2 separate regions of the Rattus norvegicus genome follow, and region 2 is linked to region 1. A link is a contact called in public Hi-C data. All regions are on one chromosome and are shown on one strand. The core of a region is the stretch at or near the end of the contact, and the rest is flanking DNA. Distances in the headings are between cores, read along the strand shown. Region 1 holds the start of LOC120095690 (a long non-coding RNA gene). Region 2 has its middle 21 kb from the start of Adipoq.

What was found. A called contact is a pair of places that touch in the nucleus more often than the background predicts.
Region 2: a Hi-C map of the A7r5 cell line shows a contact between it and region 1, with 2.2 times the contacts expected there. The contact joins two enhancer-like sites. A contact is called at or near these places in 4 of 12 Hi-C or Micro-C datasets (the A7r5 cell line, kidney, liver and 1 more).

What each region holds. Positions count from the first base shown.
Region 1 is chr11:91,165,545-91,172,593 of GRCr8, forward strand. LOC120095690 (a long non-coding RNA gene) reads right to left here and starts at 6,641. Exons shown (of 3, transcript XR_010056330.1): 1 at 2,882-6,641; 2 at 553-709; 3 at 1-354. Within about 2 kb of position 3,122, at least 27 of the 93 cell types and tissues checked have an H3K27ac peak or open chromatin away from gene starts, as enhancers often do. A contact at or near this core is called in the A7r5 cell line, where this site is marked.
Region 2 is chr11:91,215,186-91,222,685 of GRCr8, forward strand. No RefSeq gene overlaps it. Among named protein-coding and RNA genes, the nearest start is that of Adipoq, 21 kb to the right of the region's middle. Within about 2 kb of position 1,521, at least 10 of the 93 cell types and tissues checked have an H3K27ac peak or open chromatin away from gene starts, as enhancers often do. A contact at or near this core is called in the A7r5 cell line, where this site is marked.

The DNA of each region.
Region 1 (7,049 bases), core at 1,872-4,371:
CTTGAGAGGACTGATGTGAACAGAAGTACAGCATGTGTAAAGCACACGTACGACCATGTGCTTTACGATGAGCACTGTAAACCTAACAGCTGCCGTATGCATGCCAGGCACTGCGCTAAGCCCTTTGCAAACACCACCGGCCGGATCCTTACCAGATGAGTGTTACCAACTGGATTGTTTATGCTTTACAGCTAAGGGAGCAGGGAGGTCAGCAGCAGCATTGGGAGCACACACAAGTGTCGAAGTTGGATTTGTAACCAAGACATCAGACTGATTTCAGTGAGCCGATGGCAAGAGGTGAATTCCGAGAGTCTCGCCAATCACTGCTTATCCCCACGAACTTTATACATCTCTCTGAAAAGAAGAAAAGAGCTTAGTTTTACAAAATCCACACCTTACACAGTGTGAGTGAAGGGGAAAATATACAAAATTGTACAACCAGCTCTCATGACCCACCCTGCAGATCACGGTCAAGACATTTTTATTCTGGTGATCAATTTTCTACTTAATGAAATATGGGCAGGTCGACCGTTAAATCCAAGCATGACTGACCAGCAAAAACTGCATTCCTTTCCTCCTCCAGATCAGTGGTGTGTGCAGCTGGTGAGCTCTCCTGTGAGAAGCTGACTGGGTCAGCGAAGGTCACCTCCAGAGTTTCTGACTCCTCTCAGAGAAGATCCTCCACACTGTGAAGAGTCAGTCACCACACCTAAGGACAGCAGAGCTCTGTCAACAGGAGAGTTCTGTTCCCACTGCTGTCCTTGAGGGAGGGACCCTTGGCAGAGGGCGTATAAACTTCACGCTATGCAGACAGACACACAGCTAAAGCTTCAACCACATTCTTTTTATTTGTTACCCGAAATTAACCAGGCACAAATAGCAGAACAATAACCCTTATTTTTTGTATTTGTGTGTGTGTGTGTGTGTGTGTGTGTGTGTGTGTGTGTGGTATGTGTGTGTGTGTATGGTATGTGTGTGTGGTGTGTGTGTGGTAAGTGTGTGTGTATGTGTGTGTGGTGTGTGTGTATGTGTGTGTGTATGTGGTGTGTGTGTGTATGCTCTGTGTATGTGGTGAGTATGTGTGGTGTGTGTGTGTGTGTGTGTGGTACTGTGTGTGGTATGTGTGTGTGGTGTGTGTGTGTATGTGTGTGTGGTGTGTGTGTATGTGTGTGTGTGTATGTGGTGTGTATGTGTGGTGTGTGTGTGTATGTGTGTGTGGTGTGTGTGTATGTGTGTTTGTGTATGGTGTATGTATGTGGTGTGTATGTGTGTGTGTGTGTGTATGGTATGTGTGTGTGGTGTATGTGGTGTGTATGTGTGAGTGTGTGTGTGTGTATGGTGCGTGTATGTGGTAGGTATGTATGGTGTGTGTGTGTGTGTGTGTGTGTGTGTGTGTGTGTGTGTGTGATGTGTGCTGTTTGTGTGCACACATCTGTGCTATGGCATGTGTGGGAAGTCAGAAGACAACTTCCCAGTGTTGGTTTTTTTCCTTCCACTTGGATTCCAGGAATTGAACTCAGATCATCGGACTTTCTTGGGCAGCAAATGCTTTTACTTACTGAACCATCTCAAAAAATCCAATAAATTATAGAAAATTTATTTAAAAAGACATATTTCTGCATCACTGGGATTTCCCCCTAAAGTTTCCATGCTCCCTGGGATGCTATCTGTTTTCTAGCCTATCTTTGATTAGGTCATAATGCAAACCTTTGACAGCTTCTAATTAGAGCCTCACAAGTTACAGTCATGGTGTCCTCTGGCAGGGGCTGATGAGGGTTCCACAATTTGAATTAATTCACAACCAGCCTAGCTAAAGTCTAACTGTGGGATAATCAGATATGCATTTGGAAATCTCTGGCCACATTCAGTGCCGGAAACAGCCCATACATCATGCGACACTACCCATTTATAGCCTCGCTTGGTGATGTCATAAGACATTCAACTGTCCAGTTCAATTAGCAAGCAGACCATACATAATGATAACAGCAACCTGATAGGCTTGAAAAAACCACAGGTCATGACCTGAAGGCCTCGAAATGACTCTATCTGAAAGGCAAAGACTTCCAATCATGACCACAGACGCCGAAGATTTGTGGTGCTTGTGTTTGGAAGATGGGGGTGCAGACACATGTATTAAATATACACAGCGATCCTTAAAGGCCTACATCAAATCTGTGTGGGATCCCAGTAGGTGACTGTCATCCAAGAAATCAGGACATACCATCTGTCCAACACCTTCAGTCAGCTCCTCAGTGCGATGCTTTTCAGACTCTGAGGAAAGAGGGATACTGAAATCTTTGCCTTGCTCAAAATAGATGCAGCAGCCACAAAGCCATAACCAGAGTGAGCTACTGAACAGGGAATTGATTATGGAATCTGAGCTCATCCATGCTTGGCTAAAGAGACGTGGACACCTGCTTTGATGCTTGCTATCCCGCTGAAAGATTTCCAAATCACTTCTACCTACGTCTTCCCACCTCTCCAAATCACACGGATAATCTAAGGTTGGAAGACTACGATAGCCCTACCAAAAGTCACCTAGGTAACAAACAGCAGAGTTTAGCCAAGTATCCATATCTTCTGACCCTGCTTTAGATATTAATAAGAAACCAGAGGGCAGCTCAGTTAAATATCTATAGAGTTCAAGGTGAGAAACACCAGAAACTGCCGCAGCTCTTCCAGAAAGAGACCTCCAAGAGAAAAGGAAAACCTGCTCGTAGCTCTCTCGCTTGTCTTGGTGTCTAGGGAGCATGAGGAATACTTTTCAACCTGGCTCTCCACAATGATGGGGAATGAGTATAACATGATAGCAGGAGATGGCAGGGCAGGAGAGGAAAGGCCAGAGGAGGCTCACTGCTGTTAGAAAAGGGAAGCTACTCACTCCTCTGAGGAACTCCTGTGCAGACGGACCCACGGCAGCCCTTTCCCCTCACCCTGTGGTGAGGTAGTTTACGGCTTTGTGGTTCTCATTAGCTGGGATAAAAGTTTTCCATTGTTGGTTCCTGAAGGGAAATAGAGCACAGTAAAGTTAGAAGCCGGGTACTCCAGAACGGTCTGAGTGGCGACAATGACTTCCTCAAATTACTAAACCAACAACTGAACTATGAGTCATGGGAAATTAGATAGCTAATGCCTAAGGAATTAGAATAATGGGCCAAAGGCTCGTCTCTAGTGCAGTGGCAGATCTAAGGACTGAATTAGGAGCCGTGTGACTTCAACGCCATGCTTCAGGTTTTCCTCGAATCCTCATAAGCAAAGTGAATGGGTCTTGGTCTTCTGAATGACCTTACGCTTCCTCAACCCACTGACATCCCTCATCTGGCTTTGCTGTCACGAATACAACTGGTTCACGGAGGCCTCCTTCAACTCAGCTGTCCTGGGAAACTTAAAGTGGACAACCCTTCTTTCCCTCTCAAGAGTCTTAAGCATTGCAGAATTTCCCTAGGTCACGCCTTTGGTGTTTCTTTACGTTATTCACACAAGGCTCAGGGAAGACTGCTAAAGAGGAGGAAGAAGGAAAATAAGAGTCAGAGGGGGTGGAGGACACTAAAGAAGCAAGGCCTTCCAGACACAGCAGGACAGTGCACAGAACTCACAGAGACGGGGGCAGCATGCACAGGGCCTGCGCCAGTCCTAACCAAAGCTATCTCCAGTTGATAATCACTTGCAAATGAAGGTGTGGTTTTCCCCCAAAGAAGCTCTTTGGGGGAAGAAACTATTTTTGAGAGTAGGGCTGCTGCAAGCCCAGAAGGTAGACGTGAAGCAGAAAACACACTCAATGGCAACTTTGATGGTTCCCTGTATCTTTTTATTTATTTTATTTTCTCCCTTTTTTTTTACACTGCAGATCCCTTGTGTGTGTGTGTGTGTGTGTGTGTGTGTGTGTGTGTGTGTGTGTGTGTTTCTGGTTTTGTGTTTTCATGGGATTCCATAGTGTGTGAGTGAGTCTCTACATCTCTGTTTCTTGCGCCTTTTCTTGGGATCGTTTCCTTCTGTTTGTTTTGTCCTATCTGGATTTATTTTTGTTTTATCTTAATAATATATTCTAATGCTATCCTCCAGAAACGTGTTTGTTTTCTACTGAGAGGCAGAAAGGGATTGGATCCAGATAGGAGGTAAGGTACATTCGAAAGACATAGCATGGTAATGGTTTCCTGACTTTTAACTCTGAAATCACAGACACGACTAAGACCAGTGAAGTGATGATTAGACTACTGAATGAGAATGGGCCTATCAACACTCCATGATGAATTGGGGGAGGGGGGAAGTGTCATTTTTTTCAGTAATGCAGCCACTAGCTAGTGGCCGTTTCTCTAGTAAATAAGCTCCATTAACCATGCTCCTGCTAGCAACCCTAATCAAAGTCAGTAGGTCACAAAACAAAAACCAAAGACATGAACATAGGAGATGAACTAGATGGGAAGAAATGGGTATTCCAAGGAAGTGGGTGGAGAAAAAAGAGGGTAGTGTGGGACTGGAGAGATGGGCTCTTTGGACCACTTGCTATTCTTCTAGAGGACCGGAGATCAATTCCCAGCATCCACTTGGTAGTTCATGCCATCTGTAACTGAGCTCTAGGGGACCCCATACTCTCTTCTGACCTACATAGGCAGCAGGCACATACATGGTTCACAGACATACGTGTGAGCAAATCACTCTTACACAAAGGAAGAAAGGAAAGAAGGAAGAAAGAGATGAAAGAAAGAAAGGATAAAGGGAGGAAGGAAGAAAAGAAAAAGAGGGATAATGGAAGTGGATATGATCAAAATATATTATACACATGTATGGAGTTGTCCAGAAATGCATTTTTAAAGCTAAGTAACTGGATTGCAGAAGTAGCTGAGCAGTTTCGAGTATATACTGCTCTTGTAGAGGACTGGAGTTCAATTCCCGGCACACATATCAGCAGGTTATAACTGTCTATAACTCCAGTTCCGTGTGAATGTAAGGCCCTCTTCTGGCCTTTGAAGACAATACATTCATGGCACCCCTCTCCCTCAGACAGACAGACACACACACACACACACACACATACACACACACACACAATTTTAAAATAAAAATAAATATCTTTGTTAAAGCTAAGGTCATACTGGGAGATCATTCCTTTTGTAGAATGTCAAAGATAATCTTGCTTCCCTTGTAATGAGGCTGACCCTAGAGTGATCAATAAATGGCCCTGTGTTTCACAGTTACTGACTAAGCAAAGCCTGGGCTCCACAGTCCAGATCTCTTTCTGCTGCCTTCTAGAAACTTGCTAATGTCCTTGCTGAGTAACACCTATGAACTAGTTGCATGCTTCTTGGAGACTAAGAAGACAAAGGCTAAAGTTAAGACTTACAAAAGGTCATCAAACAGGAAAACAAAATTGCTTCCAGACAGCCACAAAGGTGCTTCATAACTCAGAGCTAAGTGGGAATAGTAACACAAGAACTTAGTGGGCATATCAGACTGTAAGCAACTTCTGAGAGATGAGAAGTCTTCAGCCAAGAGTCTATTGACATTGGAACACACCTTACTTGATAAACATGTTTGTCTCTGAGAAGATCAGAGGATACATAAACCAGAAACATCAGTTTCTGGATGTGATTCATTAAAGCAATCAAAAGACACTGTAACCAGGTGTGTGAGGCTTCTGCTGTTCAAAACTCTTTTGATACATAAAAGTACACTCTAAGAAATCATAAGGGGCATAGTGCAGCAAGGATGAAACTTGGTAACAGCCCTTTGCTCTCATTATCAAGTGTTACACAGTTTGCACAGTTGTATCTGCTATGCACAACTGTATCTGCTATGCACAATTGTGTCTGCTATGATTGGACACAATTAACAATGCAACGACATGAGATAGAAGTGGAGACTGAAGTTCCACAGTCATCATGGCTAGAAGTCATGTGCACTGCAGGTAGACATGGTGCTGGAGACGCTAAGAGTTCTACATCTTGATTGAAAGACAGCAGGATAATGTCCCACTGGCAGAGTTTGAGCATAGGAGACCTCAAAGCCTGACTACCCAGTGACATATTTCTTCCAACAAAGCCACACTTTCTAATGGTGCCATTCTCTATGGGTCAAGCATTAAAACACATGAATCCATGGAGTCGTACTTATTCAACCCCCCACATTCCACTTCTTGGCCCTGATAGATTTGTAGCCACAATATAATGCAAACTGTATTTAGTCCAACTTCAAAAGTCCCCATAGTCTATCACAGTCTCTACAATGTTCTAAAGTTCAGAGTTCAAAGTCTCTTCTGATGTGCATGCATTCTCTTCACTGTAACCCCCTATAAAATTAAAATTAAAAAAGATGACATACTTCCAATATATAATGGCAAAAGATATACATTATCATTTCAAACTATAGGAAAAACAAACACAGTGAGGAAATACTCAACCAAAGCAAGACCAAAAACCAAACTCCAAATTCTGGATCTCCATGTCTGATGTCAAAATGTTCTTCAGACTTCCAACTCCTTTCAGCTTTGTTGACTGAAACACACTTCTTTCTCTTGAGCTGTTTCCACTCCCTGTTAGCAGCTTTCCTTGACAGATATCCCACAGCTCTGGCATCTCTAACCTCTTGGGGTCTCCGAGGAAATCCAGATTTCACCTTCACAGCTTCACTCAATGGCCCCTCTGAGCCTCCTGCCACCCAACTGACCTCAGTGACTTTCCTTAGTCATAAAGGGAGATTTCATAACTCAATCCAATAATTTAGAGTCAAGAGTTCTTGACTCTAAACCCGGAATCACTTGGCCAAAGCTTCCAAGTCCTGCTGCTTGCTGGGGCTAGAACATGCCCCTCTTGTTCAATTACATCTTCACCAGCTTCCTGTTTCCAGTGGTTTACTTCACTGCATAAGCTTGGCAATTGCTGAATTTGCTATGTAGAACAGGCTGACCTTGAGCTCAGAAGTCTGTATGCTTTTGTTACCTGAGTGCGGGGATTAAAGGTGTGCACACCTGGACCTAAGCTTTTCTTTAATTCTGTTTCCAAAAGAAGCTTAGCTGGGTGAGTTCTTTCCCTGAGGTCACCATTCTCTTAATT
Region 2 (7,500 bases), core at 271-2,770, 48 kb after region 1:
CATGTTTGTTTAGGGCTGACCACCGGGACTGGATAGCTTTGCAGAAGCTTTCGGGGAGAAGACTTGTTTGCCTTCTCTCAGCAGCCACTGATTTACTGGAGCTCTTTACCTAGGGGCGGGGCCCTGCGACATTCCCTTATCCTGTGGTACTTCAGTTGGTATCATTATCCAGGTCTTGTTTAGCCAGTTTTTAAAGGCAATAGAGATACTCTTTTTTTTGTAGTCATATCTATCCTTTCCTATACAGGAGTGGTTTCTCAATCTGTGGGTCACGACCCCTTTGGGGATTGCTAATCAGATATCCTGCATATCAGATATTTACAGTATGAGTCACAACCTTAGCAAAATTACAGTGATGAAGTAGCAACGAAAACAATACTGTGCTTAGGGGTCACCACAACATGAGGAAACAGCATTAAAGGGAAGAGCGTTAGGAAGGTCAAGAACCACTGGTCTACAGCCTTTTACATGCTTTCTTCTCTCCTCAGTGTCGCTTTGTCCCTTGGCTGGGATGGAGCTCCCTATGCCTCCTGAATACCGGGAGTAAAGGTGTGCACCGCCACTCGTGGCAGACTTTTTTTTTTTTTTTTCGTTTTTTGAGACAGAATCTCATGGAGCCAAGGTTGGCTCAGATTTTGAATTTTCCGTGTTTGAGGACCTTAGTCCCTCTTGTCTCCAGTTCCCAAGTGCAGAGCTCACTGGTGTGTTATTTTATGAATGCTGGGACTTGAACCCAGGACATCCCGTGCGTTGGGCAAGCACTTTGCTAAATGAGCTGCATCCCCAGCCCTACTGCAAATTGCCCTTCTGAGCTAATCGCCCATTTGTTCAGGCACCTCTAAGGAAACGCCTGTAATACCTGGAATTCACAAGCTTCCTGTACTGTAGACTCTAATTCAGAGCACTCTATTATAACCGGACGGCTTTATCTTAGGCCTGGAGTGAGCCCCTTCTTGGCTGTGGTTTTGTACCCAAGTAAGGCCAGCTATTTATCCCACTATCCCACCCATGAGGTATTTTTCCTTTCTTTCTTTTTAGAAAAATCTCTCTCGCTCTGTAGCCCTGGCTCGAGTGTCAAGCACTCTGCCCATGTCCCAGCTTTAATGGTCACACATTTACGCCACCTCCACGCCACTTCAGACCTGCTTTCTCCGTGGTAAGGAAGCTGTATTTTATTTTTAATTTTTATTGTATGCAATGTAAAACATTTTGCTGATTGTTTTTAAAAAATAAAGAATCCTTAACATTGATTTGGCCTCATTCACTGGTATAAACAAGGAAGACGTTCCCTGTATTTTCCTTGTATCATACTACAAGGAACCAGGGCCTCAGGGCTTGTCTGGTTGAATGATGGCTAAGACGTTTCCTCATATTTCCTGTTAGCAGCCAGACTCCCTGTCATAAAACAAACTGAGTGACTCACTTTCCAAGGCAAGAATTTTCCCACCAGACCGTGAACACTCAAGCAAAAGGTCTTGTGAATAACCTGTGTCCCAAATGTCTTTGAGTCAGCGGGGGAATGTCATTGGGATTCTTCCTGTCTACAACATGGGCTCTGGATGTGACTCCTTATTAGACTGTCTAAGAGCTGTGACACACTAGCTTCTCTTACACCCAGCTTTCATACCAGTCAACTTTGTCAGTGATATTTTATAAAGTGCTGTGAGGATTAAATAAAATAATACATTTCATGTGCTTTGATGATGCTGTTGATATTTTTTCATTGTCATATGTCTGGTACATAGTAGTTGCTGAGTAAATATTGGCTGATTGAATAAGTGGCTTCTGTAAAGAAGCCAGTGATGAAATGGAAAGTTTCACAGGTTTGTGAGCTGAGTAATTTAGCTAATAAATAAATAGGAAATGATAGTTCTTTATTTATCTTCTGACAGCCTAATAATAGTGTCTTTGTTACACCGTGAACAAATATTTTCATGGGACCAGACCTCAGTAGACCTCAGGCTGGTCCCTGGGCACAGGCGCAGAATAATTCCTGATCCTATATCTTTGGATGCAAACAAGAAACTCAGCCCAAGCTCAAAAGAGAAATTGTGTAAAATTCTAGGACCTGTTGTGTCAAAGGACTCAAGAGGAGAAATAGGGGAAGCTTTCAGAAATCAAGGAGAGCTCCCTTCCCCTCCCTCCCTCCTTCTTCCCTCTTCTTTCCCTCCCTTACCCTTCCTTCCCCCAATTCCTCCCCCACCCAATTTATTTCTCTGTAACTAAGCCTTTTTTTCCTGTGCCACATAATAGAGGATAGCTGTCCATGAGTTTTAAGTCTTCATAGTGTGCTTTGATCCACATTCACGGAAGGATCTGACTGACCCCGTGTGTCTGGAGAGGCTACAGCAGAATTCTACACCGGGTGATTTAAAGGGCATAGAAAATAGTTATTCACAATGGCACACAACTGTAATCCCCATACTTGGGAGACTTCGGAAGATCTCAAGGTGGAGGCCAATGTAGGTTTCAAAGCATTTTTTTTTAATTAGCTCAAATTTCTGGAGAATGGGAAGTCTAAGATTAAGGCGGCAGTGTGTGGCCAAGTCCTTCTTGCTGACCAATACCCCATAGCAGAAACTGTCACATGGCAGCCAGGCTAGAGTGAAAAGTAGCATGAGCCGCCAGCATGGACGTGTTAACCCTTTCATAAGAACAGGGCCCTTGTGACCGAGGCACCTGTTGATGGCTTTGCCTCTTACTCTTCTCTCTCTCTCTCTCTCTCTCTCTCTCTCTCTCTCTCTCTCTCTCTCTCTCTTTTTCTTTTTTTCGGAGCTGGGGACCAAACTCAGGGCCTTGCGTTTGCTAGGCAAGGGCTCTACCACTGAGCTAAATCCCCACCCCCACCTCTTACTCTTTTTAACAATGGAAACTACATCTCAACAGGAGCTTGGAGAGCACATTGAAACCATGGCTGGACCCACTTCAAGTTCTATTTGAGGCTGCTCAAAGGCTTTTAGGAGAAGCAAATCATATGCATCTCAAGGGAACCGGAAGGGCAGGGACAGGAAGCTGTCCCTAGGAGGTTGAGGGAGATATGACAATATCTAGCAGGTGCCCGCACATCACAGCCTTGACCCTGACTGTGAACTGAGCCACAGTTATCTGTTTAAAGCTTTCGTTTTAGAATTTCATAAGTGCATATATTTCGTTTTAATCAAATTTACCCCTAGTCTACCCTGTCAAACTTCTCTCCTATACCCTACATCATTTGTTTGTTTGTTGTCTCCCAACTTCCTATGCTGTGCTAAAAACCCACTGCAACCTCTTAGTGCTTCCTACTAAGCACTTGCACTTCCTACTAACCTACTTAGTGCTTGCCCTTAGTGTTGGGTCATCTGCTGGAGCATGCGGAGTCTCTCAGGGGCCTGTCTTTGAAGAAAATGGATCCCAAAGACCCATCAACTATCAGCTGACACTGGTGTTTCAGCTAAGGACAGGAGCTCAAGAGCCTGTGCCCACCCACTGCAGAGAAATAAACCTTTCATTCATTCCACCGAGTAATTCTTTGTGAAGAATACACACTTAGTAATGTGAAGAGAGCCAAGCAGGGTGACACACATCTTTAGTTCCAGCACTCCAGAGGCAGAGGCAAGCAGATCTCTCAGTCTAAGGCCAGCCTGGTTTACAGAGTGAGTTCCAGGACAGCCAAGGATACAGAGAGAAACCCTGTCTCATAGAAACAAACAGAAAAAAATAACAAAAGCAACCACAACAAAATGTTTTTTATTTAGTAAATTTTGTTCAAAAGCATGTTTATGGGCTGGAGAGATGGCTCAGTGGTTAAGAGCACTGACTGCTCTTCCAGAGGTCCTGAGTTCAAATCCCAGCAACCACATGGTGGCTCACAACCATCTGTAATGGGATCTGATGCCCTCTTCTGGTGTGTCTGAAGACAGCAATAGTGTATACTCACATACATAAATAAAATCTTTTAAAAAAATGTTTATTTACAGAAAAATCCTCAAGTTGGGGGGATCAAAAATCTGAAACTTGTAAAAAAGAAAAGAGAAAGAGAAAGAGAAAGAAAAAGGAAAAGGAAAAAGCAAACATTCTTAAAACCTAGATGTGTCTAAATATTCCTAAGGAAAGCATTTTGTGAGTATGACTTGAGCTCAGGATACTTCACTTCGGTTCCTGCAGGCAGGGTGACCTGTCCATGTCGGGACCATGTCTGCACTCTTCTCAGCCTCTGCTGGCCCAGCAAGCAGTCTGGGTTACAGTCCAGACCCGCTTCCCCCCCACGCCCCTCCACATGGAATCTTTGGAAAGAATCAAGGAAATCACATGCCTTCTCGGGGCCACCCAACATCCCCAAATCCCATCCTTTGCCCAGAGTGTTAGCACATGTGGAATGTCCTATGACATGCAAACCAAAGCAAGCTAGCTGTGGTCTACCTTTCCCAGTGATTTCTAAATAACGCTCTGAACGAAGTGCAAAATAGCCACCACTGAATGTGCCTGAAAAGTGAACAGGTAGGCAGACGGGACTGAGGCCAGAAACTGAAGAAACAGAAAATAGCCTCTCTGAGCGTCGTGAGTGTGTTTGCTGTCTTCAGCTCCTCAGTTTAAGCCAAAGGCAGGTCAGGCTCTGGAACTGTGTATTCGAGACTACCAACAAGGCTCCGGAAATCACCTTTGCGAACCAACAGGCCCCGGAAAAGTAGCCTCTGCCCCAGGAACACCAATAGAAACTGTTGACTTTCTTGACTCTCTGTCCTGCCTGCAAGGTCCCGATGCTGCAGGGCCCCTGTCAGTGAGGCACCCTTCCACAGCCCCAAAGACAGCTTGCCCTGGGGCCAGAGACAGTAAGAGGGAGGGGTGGTGGCTTTCAAACCATTCAAGACAACCTAAGGCGTCTTTTTCTTCTAGTGCTTTTTCTAAACCAACCCTAGTTACACAAAACAGCACCAGAGTTCAAAAGAATCAGGAAAGGGAGGGTCCTGGGAGCTGGAGAAAGCCAGGAAGTGGCCAGGAAGCTTGCTGGAAACAGGTTCTTTTCACTCTGTAGAGGTCCCTACATAATTTGTAGACTCAGTTCCAGGCTGCACAAACGAAGAATAGATCCAAAGTCGCACACTCAGCTACCAAGTCCCAGAGAAAACGCCACACGGGACACACAGAACATGAAAGATAGTAACTGCCCCGTCTCTAAGCAGGGATTCACAAAAGAACCACACCCACGGAGGATGAGACACTGTGTGTAATCTGAGCCTAATCCAGTTAACTCTGCTCACACAGACATGCACGTTGACTTGAGGATTTTTAGAGAACCCAGAATCTTGCTTCACAACAGCCCAATGTGCTAGTTCCAACACAAAATCCCCAAGCCACCCACTAGCAGGAGGCCAAGGCAGAGACCAGGTCGAATGGAGGCCAACCTGGATGATACAAAGAATCAAAACATCATCTAATCCACTAAGAACCGGAGAAGTCGTCCCAATATTCAGGAGAGAGAAGAAGCGGAGCGGGGGTGGTTTGGTTTCTTGTTGCTGTGATAAACACTGCAATCAAAACTAAGTAGGGGAGGAAAGGGTTTATTTCAACTCACACGTCTTGATCACAGTTGCTATGGGAGGGCAGTCTGGTCAGGAAATAAAGCAGAGATCATGGAGGAATGCTATTACCGGCTTACATCCCTTATTGTTTTTCCTCAGTCTGCTTTCTTATACAAGTCAGGACCACCCGCCCAAAATGCTTCGAGTTCTTCTCCATTTAGATTGATACTGGCTGTGAGCATGCTGTAAATTCGCTTTATTCTGTTGGGCTTAAGTTTGATACACCTAGTCTTTCTAGGGTTTTTATCATAAAGAGATATTAGGGTTGGGGATTTAGCTCAGTGGTAGAGCGCTTGGCTAGCAAGCGCAAGGTCCTGGGTTCGGTCCCCAGCTCCAGAAAAAAAAAAGATATTAAATTCTGCCTCTCTCTCTCTCTCTCTCTCTCTCTCTCTCTCTCTCTCTCTCTTTCTCCCATCTAATGAGATGATTGTGGGGATTTTTCTCTTTCAGTCTGTTTATGTAGTGGGCTGTATTTATTTATTTACATATGTTGAACCATCCCTGCATCTCTGGCATGAAGCCAGTTTATCATGGTTGATTTTTTTTTCTTATGTGTTCTAGAATTCAGTTTGCAAATATTTTATTGAGAATTTTTACATCCGTTCATAAGGGATATTGGGCTATAATGTCTTGTCAAGTCTTTGTGTAGTTTTGGTATCATGGCAATAGCTTCATCAAAAGAACTTAGAGCTGTTTATTCAGTTTATATTTTGTGGGATAATTTTAGTATTGGTATTAGTTCTTTAAAGGTCTGGTAGAATTTATGACCCTATGATTTTTTTGGTATCTGTTGAACTGTCTCCCTTTCCATCTCGAACTTTGTCAGTTTGGATCTTTTCAATTTTTGTTAGTTTGACTAAAATTTTGCCAAGCTTGTTGCTTTTCTCAGACAAACAAAGGACCGATGTCCTTTGTAGGTTTGTTTGCATTCCACTGATTTCAGCCCTGGGTTTATTTCTTCCTCTCTACTGTTCTTGGGGGTGTTTCTTCTTGTTCTTCAAGAGCCTTCAGGTATGTCGTTAAGTTATTAATATGTAGGTCTCCAATTTTTTGATACAGACACTAAGACCTATAAACTTGTCTCTTAGAGCTGCCTTCATGGTGTCCCATAGTTTGATATATGTTGTGTTTTAATTTTCATAGTGTCCCAGATTTCCTTGGTGTCTTGTACTTGGAAGAAGAGGAAAAGGAAGGGAGGGGGAAGAGGAGGAGAAGGAGGAGAAGGAAGAGGAGGAAGAGGAGGAGGAGGAGGGGGAAGAGCAGGAGAAGGAAGAGGAGGAAGAGGAGGGAGAGGAGGAGGAGGAGGGGGAAGAGCAGGAGGAGGAGGAAGAGAAGGGAGAGGAGGAGGAAGAGGAGGAGGAAGAGGAAGAAGAGGTAGAGGAGGAAGAGATGATGATTTTAGATTTAACATTTCCTCTGACTGATCTATTTCTCTTTATCTCTAAAACCTGAATTCTCTCTTCCACGCCTTTTAATACATTAGTGAAGACTACCTCTGAGTTTTTCGTTTTGAGTTTTATTTCAGTGTGGTTTTTCTTTCATGATACGATTTCTCTGTTAAATTCTACTGTCCTGTTTTGAGTTCTTTTTTTCACTTCACTCAGTGATCGTGTGCTCACAGACTTCAGTCAGGGATTTATCCATATCCTTTTTAACTCCCTGAACATACCCATAGTTGCTATCTTGAAGTCATTAGCTTGTGCTTCGGCTAAATTGGTTTTCTCAGGGTTTATCACGGAAGAGCTGCTGGCCTCTGGATGAAGCAAATGTCTTGATAGTTGTTGTTGTTGTCGTTGCGCTATTAAATGAGCATCTGGAATTGTGACGTTTGTGGTGCTTCTTAGTGTCCATATCTGGCCTTACGTTTGTTGGGTGGGTGGGTTCTTCGGTTGCTCTTGCCCCAAACTGACCAGAATGATGCTTGGTTTTCAATCCCGGGTCA